Linked DNA regions of Bombyx mori: regions 2 and 3 are each linked to region 1. Evidence: chromatin contacts called from public Hi-C data. All regions are on one chromosome and are shown on one strand. The core of a region is the stretch at or near the end of the contact, and the rest is flanking DNA. Distances in the headings are between cores, read along the strand shown.

The links. Hi-C and Micro-C count contacts between places; a contact is called where the count stands out from the background.
Region 2: a contact with region 1 is called in a Hi-C map of posterior silk gland, with 2.0 times the contacts expected there. The contact joins two enhancer-like sites. A contact is called at or near these places in 2 of 7 Hi-C or Micro-C datasets (posterior silk gland and whole pupa).
Region 3: a contact with region 1 is called in a Hi-C map of middle silk gland, with 1.9 times the contacts expected there. The contact joins two enhancer-like sites. A contact is called at or near these places in 2 of 7 Hi-C or Micro-C datasets (middle silk gland and whole pupa).

What each region holds. Positions count from the first base shown.
Region 1 is chr27:7,324,263-7,328,082 of ASM3026992v2, reverse strand. LOC101743966 (calsyntenin-1) reads left to right here. Exons shown (of 20, transcript XM_004923444.5): 10 at 511-691; 11 at 1,444-1,581; 12 at 2,736-2,868. All of the region lies in intron 1 of LOC134201545 (a long non-coding RNA gene), which reads left to right. Among protein-coding and RNA genes, the nearest start is that of LOC101747109, 15 kb to the right of the region's middle. Within about 2 kb of position 1,737, at least 5 of the 8 cell types and tissues checked have open chromatin away from gene starts, as enhancers often do.
Region 2 is chr27:7,530,679-7,534,498 of ASM3026992v2, reverse strand. It overlaps LOC101746976 (lysine-specific demethylase 5), which reads right to left. Exons shown (of 31, transcript XM_012697767.4): 23 at 2,890-3,038; 24 at 1,621-1,749; 25 at 942-1,030; 26 at 208-325. All of the region lies in intron 1 of LOC134201545 (a long non-coding RNA gene), which reads left to right. Among protein-coding and RNA genes, the nearest start is that of LOC101746835, 13 kb to the left of the region's middle. Within about 2 kb of position 1,683, at least 3 of the 8 cell types and tissues checked have open chromatin away from gene starts, as enhancers often do.
Region 3 is chr27:7,194,599-7,198,418 of ASM3026992v2, reverse strand. It overlaps LOC101735453 (trithorax group protein osa), which reads right to left. Exons shown (of 21, transcript XM_038021037.2): 17 at 2,958-3,033; 18 at 2,462-2,592; 19 at 2,006-2,285; 20 at 1,519-1,675. Among protein-coding and RNA genes, the nearest start is that of LOC134201546, 20 kb to the left of the region's middle. Within about 2 kb of position 2,093, at least 5 of the 8 cell types and tissues checked have open chromatin away from gene starts, as enhancers often do.

The sequences.
Region 1 (3,820 bases), core at 488-2,987:
CTACTGCACAGATTCTGATGAAACTTCGCATATCAGACTAGCACATAGCACGACACGTAGCGCGCGAGTTCTTCCAACAAATTGGTATTTTTCGTCACAACTAGCGATAGTATCAGTGGAGCGTGACTGAGTTTAGAATACATTTTATTTTATCCATACACAGATAAAAAAGAATCATTTAACATGGCAAGATAGTAATATTGACTAATATTAATATCATTTTAAGCAAAGTGCGCTGCTAACTTTTAGTTAAATTAAAATGTCCAAATACTGTTTTAATATTATTAATAATTTGTATTTCAAGTAGCTAACTAAATCAATCATTTTAAGATCAGTACTATCTGTTAAGTTAGCTTGTTGTTTGTTTGGCCCCAAATGACGTCACGCGTAATCAAGTCGCGTTCGATAAAATTTTGTGTAATCGTACGATAATTTTAGAGAGTGAAGGAGATGAAAAAAATCGAATGTAGAAGAAGACAATTATAAATCCCTCGCCGATCATTTCACCAGGTTTGCGACAACGAATGGCATCACTACGCTCTGAACATCCGCTTCCCCAACGTGGACTTGTTTATTGACGGCGAACCTTACCGCTCGCTCGACGGTAAAGGGCCCGAAGTTATTGACGACTGGCCCCTGCACCCCGCGCACGGTGTCAACACCACCCTCGTCGTCGGCGCTTGTTGGCAAGGTACGTAACTATTGTTGAAGTGAAACTTCTAATGCGACTTCCAACAATCTTGCGTTAAACGTTTAACGCTACCATGGAATAGAAAGAGACAGAGTGAGAGTGAATGCGTGGCACGCGAACGCACGCGCGTAGTATACCTGTAGCGTCAGTAGCGTCCAATATTTTAGTGAAGTATTTAAAAAAATGTATATAATTATTTTTCTATCTATAATTTAAAACATATAAATGTTGAAGATGTCGCATCTTTTATACACAGCATTCCCTATTACAAGAGCAATCTGATTTAAGGATGAAAAATGAATAAAACCACAATACTGCACATCAAAAAAGAAGTTTCACTTCATTCACGTGCACCAAGTTGCACGCGCATCGTTTTATTTTTTATTTTATAGAATGTAATAAATAAAACAATGGATATGGATTCTGGCAACCTCCTACCATAGATAGACTGTGAGTTCGATAAGTAGGTAGGACCTCTTGTGAGTCCGCACGGGTAGGTACCACCGCTCTGCCTATTTACTGCTCTGCTTCTGCCTATAGTACTTTTTATTACTTTTTATTACACTATGTTATTCCTTCACCGTGAAAGTCAGTCGTGAACATTTGTTAACTACGTATTTCATTAGAAAAATTTGTACCCGCCTGCGGGATTCAAACACAGGTGCATCGCTCGACACGAATGCTCCGGACGTCTTATCGTTTAGGCCAAGACGACTTCACTTTTTGGGTGACTGTTGTTGTGTTTCGTGCAGGCACCGAGAAGGATATGAAGCACCACCTTCGCGGCTGGCTGGCGGGGCTGGGCGTGCTGCGTGGCGCCGCACAGCCCTCACACGCGCTCTCCTGTCTGGCTCGCTGCCGGGAGGGACTCAGTCTGGCACCGGACCTATGTAACTACTCACAAGTCTATCAATACATTATCGCTAAATCCCGTCAAAGGCATACGAACATGAAGCTCTCCCTTTTAATGCAGCAGGGTTAGTCGATCTGGCCCTGGTAAGTAGGCACTGATGCTCATTGACATCAACAACTACTCACACATCTATCAATGCATTATTGCTTAAACCAGTCAAAGGCATACGAACATCTAGCTCACCCTTTTAATGCAGCAGGGTAGTCGATCTGGCCCTGGTAACACTGTCACTCATCAACAACACCAGCAACCAAGCTACTGCCTATTGTTTAACCATCATCTCATGCTTAGTAAGATCATCATGGACGACTTTTTAGAGCAATCACCATGAAATACACAAATCACAGAGAGAAACCGTTGTCATTCCATAGAGTTAGATAATCCAAATGATTCGTGGAGTTGGAATTATCGACATATACATGGCTCATGTATGGGATGTAATGAGGTATTGATTAAGAGTCCTAATCCCGAGTTGGGAGTAGTACTTTACTGGAGACCAAAGTTGTGCTTTTAAAAATACATGTTGTGGCCTTTGCTCTGTTGAGGAGTCCCAGAATTTTACGATAAGGGTGCATAGCGATCTAGCCCGCAAAATATTTCTGCCGTATAGCAATTATGTGTTTTAATACAATTCAGGTTTCTATTCTATGTATCAAAGTGTACGGCTCTATCATCTTATGGTATACTCCTGTTAGTAACCGATGGAATAAACACGTCCGGATATCTAGGGAATTAATAAGAATTAACTCTACATCAATTACTAATTTATTTCTGCCGTGAAGCAGTAATGCGTTTCGGTTTGAAGGGTGGGGCAGCCGTTGTAACTATACTGAGACCTTAGAACGTTTTAAATGTCTATCGGTTCCAGTAACCACTTAACACCAGGTGGGCTGTGAGTTTGTCCACACACCTAGGCAATAAAAAATAAAAAATAAATATAATTACAGCAGAGAACATCTAATGAATTTTTTATTTGGTGCGGCGTTAAAACAACTCTAAATACGTAGTATGAGTTAAGATGTCACATTTTCCCTACCTATTCGCTGGTAGCCTAGCTATGCCTTGACGGGTGTCATCTCAGTCCGTCATGTGATATCCGTTGACATGAGCACGACTTGTGTCTTCCTCCAGATCTGAAGTCGGTGTCAGTGGAGGGCGACGGAGTGGCGGACGTGGAGACATTGCTGCGCCGTGTCGCGTATGGAGACGCGCGGGCCTTCCCCACTCCGGGCAGGAGGAATGTGCACGTGGCCACCACCATCACGTATGTAATCCGCGCTCGTGTACGGAAATTGTGTGCAATTATGTCAGGGCCTTACGTATAAGTTTGACTTCTACAAGACTAAAAATTCGGTAGTAAGGTCCCTATACCCTATATGAGGCCGTCAGCGCAAAAGTGGCCTAAGATTACCATAGTTAGTATGGAGCTAATGAGGCTTGAATTTTTTTTTTATTGCTTAGATGGATGGACGAGCTCACAGCCCACCTGGTGTTTAGTGGTTACTGGAGCCCATAGACATCTACAATGTAAATGCGCCACCCACCTATAATATATTTACCTTTTTATTTATATATATTTACCTTTACAATACTTCGTAGACAAAAAAATAAAAACGCGCTAAAATGGTGTTTACAAAGGCTATTTATTATCTATGGATGAAAGTAAAGATAGGCCGATTTTGCATCAAAATTTATTATGTTTTAAATAAATTGCAATACATAAGCACGGATATGAATTGTGAGTTAGGCCACTTTTGCGCTGACGGCCTCATATGTCCCTACCCGTCTCAAACTACTAGAATGTGGTATGATGTCCATCGAGCGGTTGACATTGCTCGGTAGACCGACGGTCCGAATGTTGTTGTTCAGAACTTGTATATACACAAGCTTATCTTGAAAATGTTGTAAGCGAGATTCAGGCATCTGTCAAATATCTTGTGTTCTATGATGGCTGCCCGCCACATTCGCATCACCAGTTTGTACTTACTCGTCGATAAAACTGTTAATAGATATTGAATTGAGGCTTCGGCATCTTGAAGCTGGGCATATGTAACCAAATTGACAACAACGGGTGAAGCAGTAATTGCGCGATTGATTCAACTTACATTTATAGCCCCCAAGCTAGAATTTTCTCCTGTGTTATGAACAAACAATAATAACTAACTTGTTATAATAACTAACTTGAATGGTTACCATTCGTATATAGATAATTATTA
Region 2 (3,820 bases), core at 434-2,933, 210 kb before region 1:
GGTTCGGAAAGTTCACCTGCGGCTATATTCAGACTCGCCAAGTTACGTCGGTCGTATCGTTAATTTTGTGTCACGGTGCGCGCGCATCATAAAATTTCACTCTCATCAATTTTTCATAACGCGCCTAAAGAAGTATAACTTCAAAAATATATAGACATTCGACCTTCCGGCCTTGAAAATAAGAATGAATGTTGAATGAAAACGAACCTCCAAGAGGTCGCCTTCGAGCATGAGTTCCTCCAGCTTGTGCAGCATGCCGGGCGCCATCCTCGCGCTGGGCGACCGCGGCGTGGCGCTGTACGCGTGCTCCACGCTGGCCGACGACCTGAAACAACAAAACACTTTAAGTCTCATTCTGTACACTCGTGAGTCTGTTGCAGAAAAAAAATTAAAAACAAATACACTACTAATATAACTCTTGATTAAAAGTAAAAAGACGTGGCCACAACTAAACGAGGGCGTAGTGGAAGCACTTCTGTATCTCTCACATGAACCGTTTGTAAACTGTGACGTCATAGGCAGAGATGAGCCTCTTCATTAATTGAGCACTATGCCACCGAATCTCAAGTCTTCAATTTAATTAGTCATTTATAGATATATATTATATTTGTAACTTACTTTGTATTTTAAGGTATTCATATTTAACTAGTTGCAATTATGAAAATCTTAGTAGGCTAAGAGAATATTTGGTAGACATCTCAATCATTGAAGACCTTTGGCGCCATTTCCTTAATCTGCACTGAATGAAAAGATTATGAGCGCTCAAAGCTCACATGTCTGCATAAGTTTTAAGGCGAAAAGAGCCCTATATGGCTGATTATTTCATCAGGAACAGCCTAATAAAATAATTAACTACAGAATTATATTATAAAAGATATATACTTCGTAGCTAATCCAAAAATTTATAAATATTATTGAATACAATAAATATTATAACTAACCTTGGATTATGCGCGTTATGGAGATCATGAGCTCTTCCTGTTGCCTTCTTTAACTCAGCATTCAGTTTATCTGCCTTTTCTCTGTTCGTCTGTGAGTTAAATCATATGCCATGAGTTAATTTTTTCTCTCTCTCATTATTCTTCTCAATCATTATTTTTATGCTAACAGTAAAGACGTTTTTTAACGCCGTTTAATTAAACAACAAAAGAGCCACTGTGAACATTCGTAAGTTTTCTTTGCTCTAGCTGGGTACAGCGGTGACTCACTTGGGATTAAATTGTTGTGCGAATCCAAAAATATCCAGACGAGATGAATGCTGTCGCCAAACTTGAGACATGAGTGTTCATTTAATTCTAGTTTTTTTTATCGCTTAAATGGGTGAACGAGCACAGCCGATCTGGTGCTAAGTGGTTACTGGAGCCCATAGACATCTACAACGTAAATGCGCTAACCACCTTGAGATATAAGTGCTAAGGTCTTAGTGTAGTTACAACGGCTGCCCCACCATTCAAACGCATTATTGCTTCACGGCAGAAATAGGCAGGGTGGTGGTTTGACAGATGTGGACACTTGCTGTCGATATGTCCCACAGACAACCTACGAATTATGCGTAGGGCAGCAGGTTACTGAAGGGATAGTATTACTCCGCATAGCAGCTAGGAGTAGTTAGGGCTGTACCATATCAGCGCGGTGCGGCAGGGCGGCCAGCAGCGCCCGCGCGCTGTCCTGCCACGACATGGCGCGCTCCGTCACGCACTGCAGCGCCTCGCCCTCCGCCAGCCGGACCGGCAGCTTCTGCAGCCACACCTGGGGACAGAGCACGCCACCGTCACATGCCGCGGCAACCAGGGCCAGACGGCGACATCCCTAACAATAGTGGAGGTACATCGGAAATGTGCTAATTGGTCCATACTCAACATCTTTACCAAATTATCCCTTATAAAATATAATTGTTGACTGAAATGCGTCGAACGAAATCCTATCCCTTACATTTAAATAATTACGTTTACTTTTAACTAAGTGATCAGATGAGTGAATAATTTTTGCACGCTAAAAATACACAATTATTACAATAACATCATGATACTAAAACAGCCAACGCATTGTAAATCTATATATGTATATAAATATGAATTGCTGTTCATTAGTCTCGCTAAAACTCGTGTACGGCTGGACTGATTTGGCTAATTTTGGTCTTGAATTATTTGTGGAAGTTCAGAGCAGGTTTAATAGGTAGATAAATATGGAAATGCTCGGAATTAAATAAAAATGTCAATTTGGTTTTCCCTTTGATGTGTCCCCCCCCTGTTTGGTCGGATTCCTTTTGTTTGTTTTAAGTTTATTTTATACAAAAGTTTAGGTCTTTTATTTGTCGATTGAGGCACTAGGAAGTCTGTCGGGTCAGCCATTTATTAATATAAACATTGACAGCATATCGTTGCCTGGAAAGGTGAACCTGGTGTTAAGTAGTGACGCCAAAATGCTTTTACGCGCTTGGAGGTCTAGGTCTCAGTTGCATTTTCCGTTTCACCCTTCAAACCGGAACGCATAACCGCTTTGAGGCAGAAATAGGCATAAGGCAGGGTAGCAATATGTACTTTATTATATTATATACCCCATTTTTTATTTTAAAGGAAGAAGAGGTTGACCGAAGAAAACATGGATGGAATGTGTTAATGACGATATGAGAGAGAGAGAGATAGGAGTGTGTTGAGCTGATGGCTGATAGAAGAGAATGGAAGAGAAAAATTAGCTGTGGCGACCCCACCTACCGGATAAGGTGAAAAAAAAGAAGAAGATACCCCATTTTTTAATCACAAACCACCGTTAACGTGGTTCACAAATCAGTGTCAATCAGTAATTTCTTACATTCTGTATTTGTGTTTTGTCCCACATCTAGTCTAGTGTGAAAATTTATAGAATCTAAGTTGGACCCGTGAACCATACCAGTAGCCCCAAGATCCGGTCCAGCCTGGGCCGTTTGGTCCTCATACAGTCCGGGCACAGGAATTTACTTTCGGCTCCTGAAAACGGAGCGCCCTCCCCGCGGTCCGGCGACTCCTCCCGCTCGTCCTTCATCGATGATATGCACGAAGCTATGCACAGAACATTATTCGGTATCAATATTTAATGTTAAGTCAGTAGGTTAATTGGTCTTTGTAAATGGTTCGTTTTTGTTTGGTAGTTAATTTTTATTTATTTATTGCTTAGATAGGTGGACGAGCTCACAGCCCACCTGGTGTTAAGTGGTTACTGGAGCCCATAGACATCTACAACTTAAATGCGCCACCCACCTTGAGATATAAGTTCTAAGGTCTCAAGTCGGCTGCCCCACCCTTCAAACCGAAACGCAATACTGCTTCACGGCAGAAATAGGCAGGCTGATTGTACCCACCCGCGCGGACTCACAAGAGGTCCTACCACCAGTAATTACGCAAATTATAATTTTGCGGGTTTCATTTTTATTACACGATGTTATTCCTTCACAGTGGAAGTCAATCGTGAACATTTGTTGAGTACGTATTTCATTAGAAAAATTGGTACCCGCCTGGGATTCGATCACCGGTGCATCGCTCAACACGAATGCACCGGACGTCTTATCCGTTAGGCCACGACGACTTCAAAACAAGCGTTATCAATAATTTCGTTATGCAAATTATCAATAGTGATAATTTTTTTCACATCTATAACCCAAATTAAATGTCCGTGATTATGGTCAAATTTGGAACATTAGACCAATACTGGTTATTTTTGTTATATTAATAATACAGAAACTAAATGAAAAACTGAACTGTTTATAAATTAATAAAAAAAAAATACGGGTTTCACTTCCTACTAGACAGAGCACACTGTATTGAAGAATGACGTCATTGTTCAA
Region 3 (3,820 bases), core at 844-3,343, 130 kb after region 1:
AGAAATAAACTCAATTATTTGGATTCAACAAAAATAGAAAAATGTGTACTTTAAAAATCAAACACAAAAAACTTTTAAGTATTTATAAACACTTGTCCAAAAATTCTAGTTCAAGGTCAAAGCGCGTGAAATTAAATTCAACGATGCAAATAGGCTATACTGCATTCAAGTTAGGGTCGAAAGTTGAAACTTCTTTCCTTAATTGTATCCTGCTGATACGCTAAGAATAATCTACAGACATATGGACTTAAACATAAGGTTTAAAATTGTATGGATAATGCCTGTTTCTGTTTCATTCATCACATGATATCCCTATCGTGCGCTCACTCACTCTGGCCGATTCGATACGAACCAAACGAATATTGCTGATATTCACGAATCGGTACGATATGCCGATGCGCGTCACATCGAGCAATATCGTGTATCGGCTGATATCGAAATATAGATTTCGATTCACGAATCGGTACGATATGCCGATGCGCGTCACATCGAGCAATATCGTGTATCGGCTGATATCGAAATATAGATTTCGATTCACGAATCGGTACGATATGCCGATGCGCATCACATCGAGCAATATCGTGTATCGGCTGATATCGATATATAGATGTCGTGCGGGGCGATATCGGATTCAACGATATTGCTGCGATATATAGATATTGAATCTATATACGATTTATATCACCCACTCCTACATGGCACACTATGCAAGCACGGTAACAGCACCGATCCAGCGCAGCGATTAGCTTGTCATTTGAATTTGACCCTTAAACCGTATGTCGTATAACATGTTTCATAACGTTACTATTAAAATTTTAATAAGTTTGAATTCAAAATAGTGTAAGAAAAAATGATTTTATTGTAAAAAAGCGTGCAGCGCTTTTCAGGTATCATCAAAATAACCCTTCTATTCATATCTGTGCATAAAATATTTATAACTACTGATACCAAGCACCCCACGCTTTTTTTACAATAAAATAATTTTTTCTTACACTGTAGTGAAACGCAAGTTGATTCAATACTGATTTATTTTAAAGATACTCTCACTTACAGTTATTTATATTGAATTTATGACTTACCTCATTATAAATATACTACATACACTATTTTTAATTCAAATTTATTAAAATTTATTTTCAATTTTTTTGTTGGATTTTCTATAAAAGCTTATTTTGTTAGTTTTTTTAAACTATTATTTACTTTCTATTTTTTAGTTGAATTTCAATTTTTTCAATTTTTTTTAAAATATTGAATTATCATCGGTCCTTAATAACTACACCAAATTTTGATTTAATCTGACGTTTTGAAAGGGATCAAAGTTCAAAGATTCCGTTACAAGTATACATACATACATACATCTGAAGGTAATAAAAGCGTATTAAAAAGCCAACAGCGGGGTGTCTGGGCGCTTGCTGCTGCCTAACAACCGTTCGTAGTGATCTTACAAATACAATACAGAGCCGTGCCGCAGCTGTGCCGGTACAGTGTGCCATGACCTCAAGACAGCAGTGTGTGTACCTGTTGATGGTGGGCGGGCGGCGGGCCGTAGTAGGGCGCGTTGTAAGGGTAGGCGGGCGCGGAGTACGGGTACTGCCAGTCGGACAGGTATCCGGGCGCCGGACGCATCACCGCCGCGCCCCACCCGCCGCCGTATCCCACGAACGGACCGCCGTATCTGAATCAAAGCGTATCCTGATTAGTTTTGTAATTTTTAAGTGATTTTATGACCTGGTAACTAAGACCTTTAGGTCAAATCTTATTTTAATTTTTTATTCTTATTCTTATGAAAAATGATAGTATGGAGTGAAATGAAATGAAATGAGATGAGATGACATGGGATGAAATATAATTTCAGTCAAATGGTGGTAATATACTGAGATTTTTTCAGTGGACTTTTTGGAGAATCCCGAGAAGTTACGCCCAGCGGCTTTGTTTTATTTTCCCCCATTTTACGAATTTTTATATTTATTGATTTGATACTTTGTCATCCATCAAAAGTACATACCCGTTATTTCCGTAAGCGGCACTACCGTACGCTCCATAGGGACCGTACAGAGCAGGGGCGTATTCAGGCAGCGAGGGGACAGGTGCTGGGGCGGGTTGTTCCCCCGAGCCCACCACCGCGCCGGGGGGGCCGCCTCCCGCGCCCGCCACACCCGCCGCCGCGCCCGGTCCTTCCGCTATTGACGGAATCTGGTCTACTAAAGACTCTAAGCCCGATAACGACTTGGAGGCAACGTCTTGTGATTTCGGTTTGACGGTTCCGCTGTAATCGCTCGGTGAACCTGTAATAATTACTCTATTAATTTATATTTGTTATTTAAAGCTATTTAAATTTGTTTTATGATTTCTGCACTTTATAGTTCAGAACATTTATTATTATTACATATCAATTACACATGCATTGAGGTAGCTATTTCGGTCCCTTCCAATACTTCCCTGTATTTAGAGTTGTACTTACCGGGTTGATGATGTAGAGGTGTATGTGGAGTGTGAGGCGTGTGAGGTGTGTGCGGATGTTCTGGTGGCCGGAACGCCGCGCTCGACAAGGGAGAAAATGAGCCTTCACCCCCTCCCCCGGGAGGAGTTGATCTGGTCCAAAAAATATAACTAGTGTTTTATTACAATAACAAAAAATAAGTATAAAACCTAGTCGCAATAGCAATTTAAAATTAATTAATGAATCCGGTGTTCGAAATTTATCTATTTATTTATGGAAAAATCTTAGTACCAACAGAATTACTTGAAAATGGCAATAGCTTGGGAGTTTCGCCACAATGAATCATAGTAAATGTAGAGTACTAGAATCTATGAATCTATTCTTAACTTAATTCTAAACTTATTAATAAAACATTTGTTACCTATTAGTTTGATTTGGCAAAAACTAGTTTGGCTTCTTGTAAGGCTAAAACTATTAATTCACCTTATCAATGTAAATATAAAATTTGGTTACTCACCTATTAAAATTGCTTGGGTACATCGATTGATGCTGATGCATCTGGTCTAATCGTGGACTTTCAGAAACACCACTCCCTGTGGACAATGTGTATTTTGTATTGTAATTTTATTACGAAACTCACTATGTGGGAATAGGTTCTACTGTCCCCTCACAATCGCTCGGATCGTGCCTATCACGGCTTATATATTAATGAATATAAAAAAAAATCTAATATTTAAATAAGAAAGAGGAAAAAAGACAAGCCCGCTGAGTTTCTTGCCAGTTCTTATCAAGACGGAGGCTAGTTTTTGTGAATTGGCGGTAGTTCTTTTTGACGTTCAACAAGCATGTACTTTCATTTATGTTAAATAAAATTTTTTTGATTTGATATAGGAACAATGCCCAGGTCTGACTTAATAAAACATTGTCAAACGAATCATCAAAAAAAGAACTTACATGATCAGTTAATGAAACTTCCGCTAATGACAAAAAAATTAAAATACTTGGTTGTTTCTTCTATCTATACTAATATTATAAAGAGGAAAGATTTGTTTGTTTGTTTGTTTCGAATAGGCTCCGAAACTACTGGACCGATTTGAAAAATTATTTTTCCATTAGTAGCCGACATTGTCCCTGATGAACAAAGGCTACTTTTTTATTTATTTTTTTGGTTTCATGTGTGTTTCTGAAGCGAAGCGAGGGCGGGTCGCTAGTTACATTATACCTAACTAAAGGACCCTTGCTTCCAAATCTAATATTGAAATCCTTCAAAGATTTAATAAAAAACGATCAGGATGATAGGGAACGCGCCATGGTACGTTTCCAAATGAAAGAATTTATTGCAAATTTGCCATAAAAAGAGTTACGGATGAAGTAATCCAT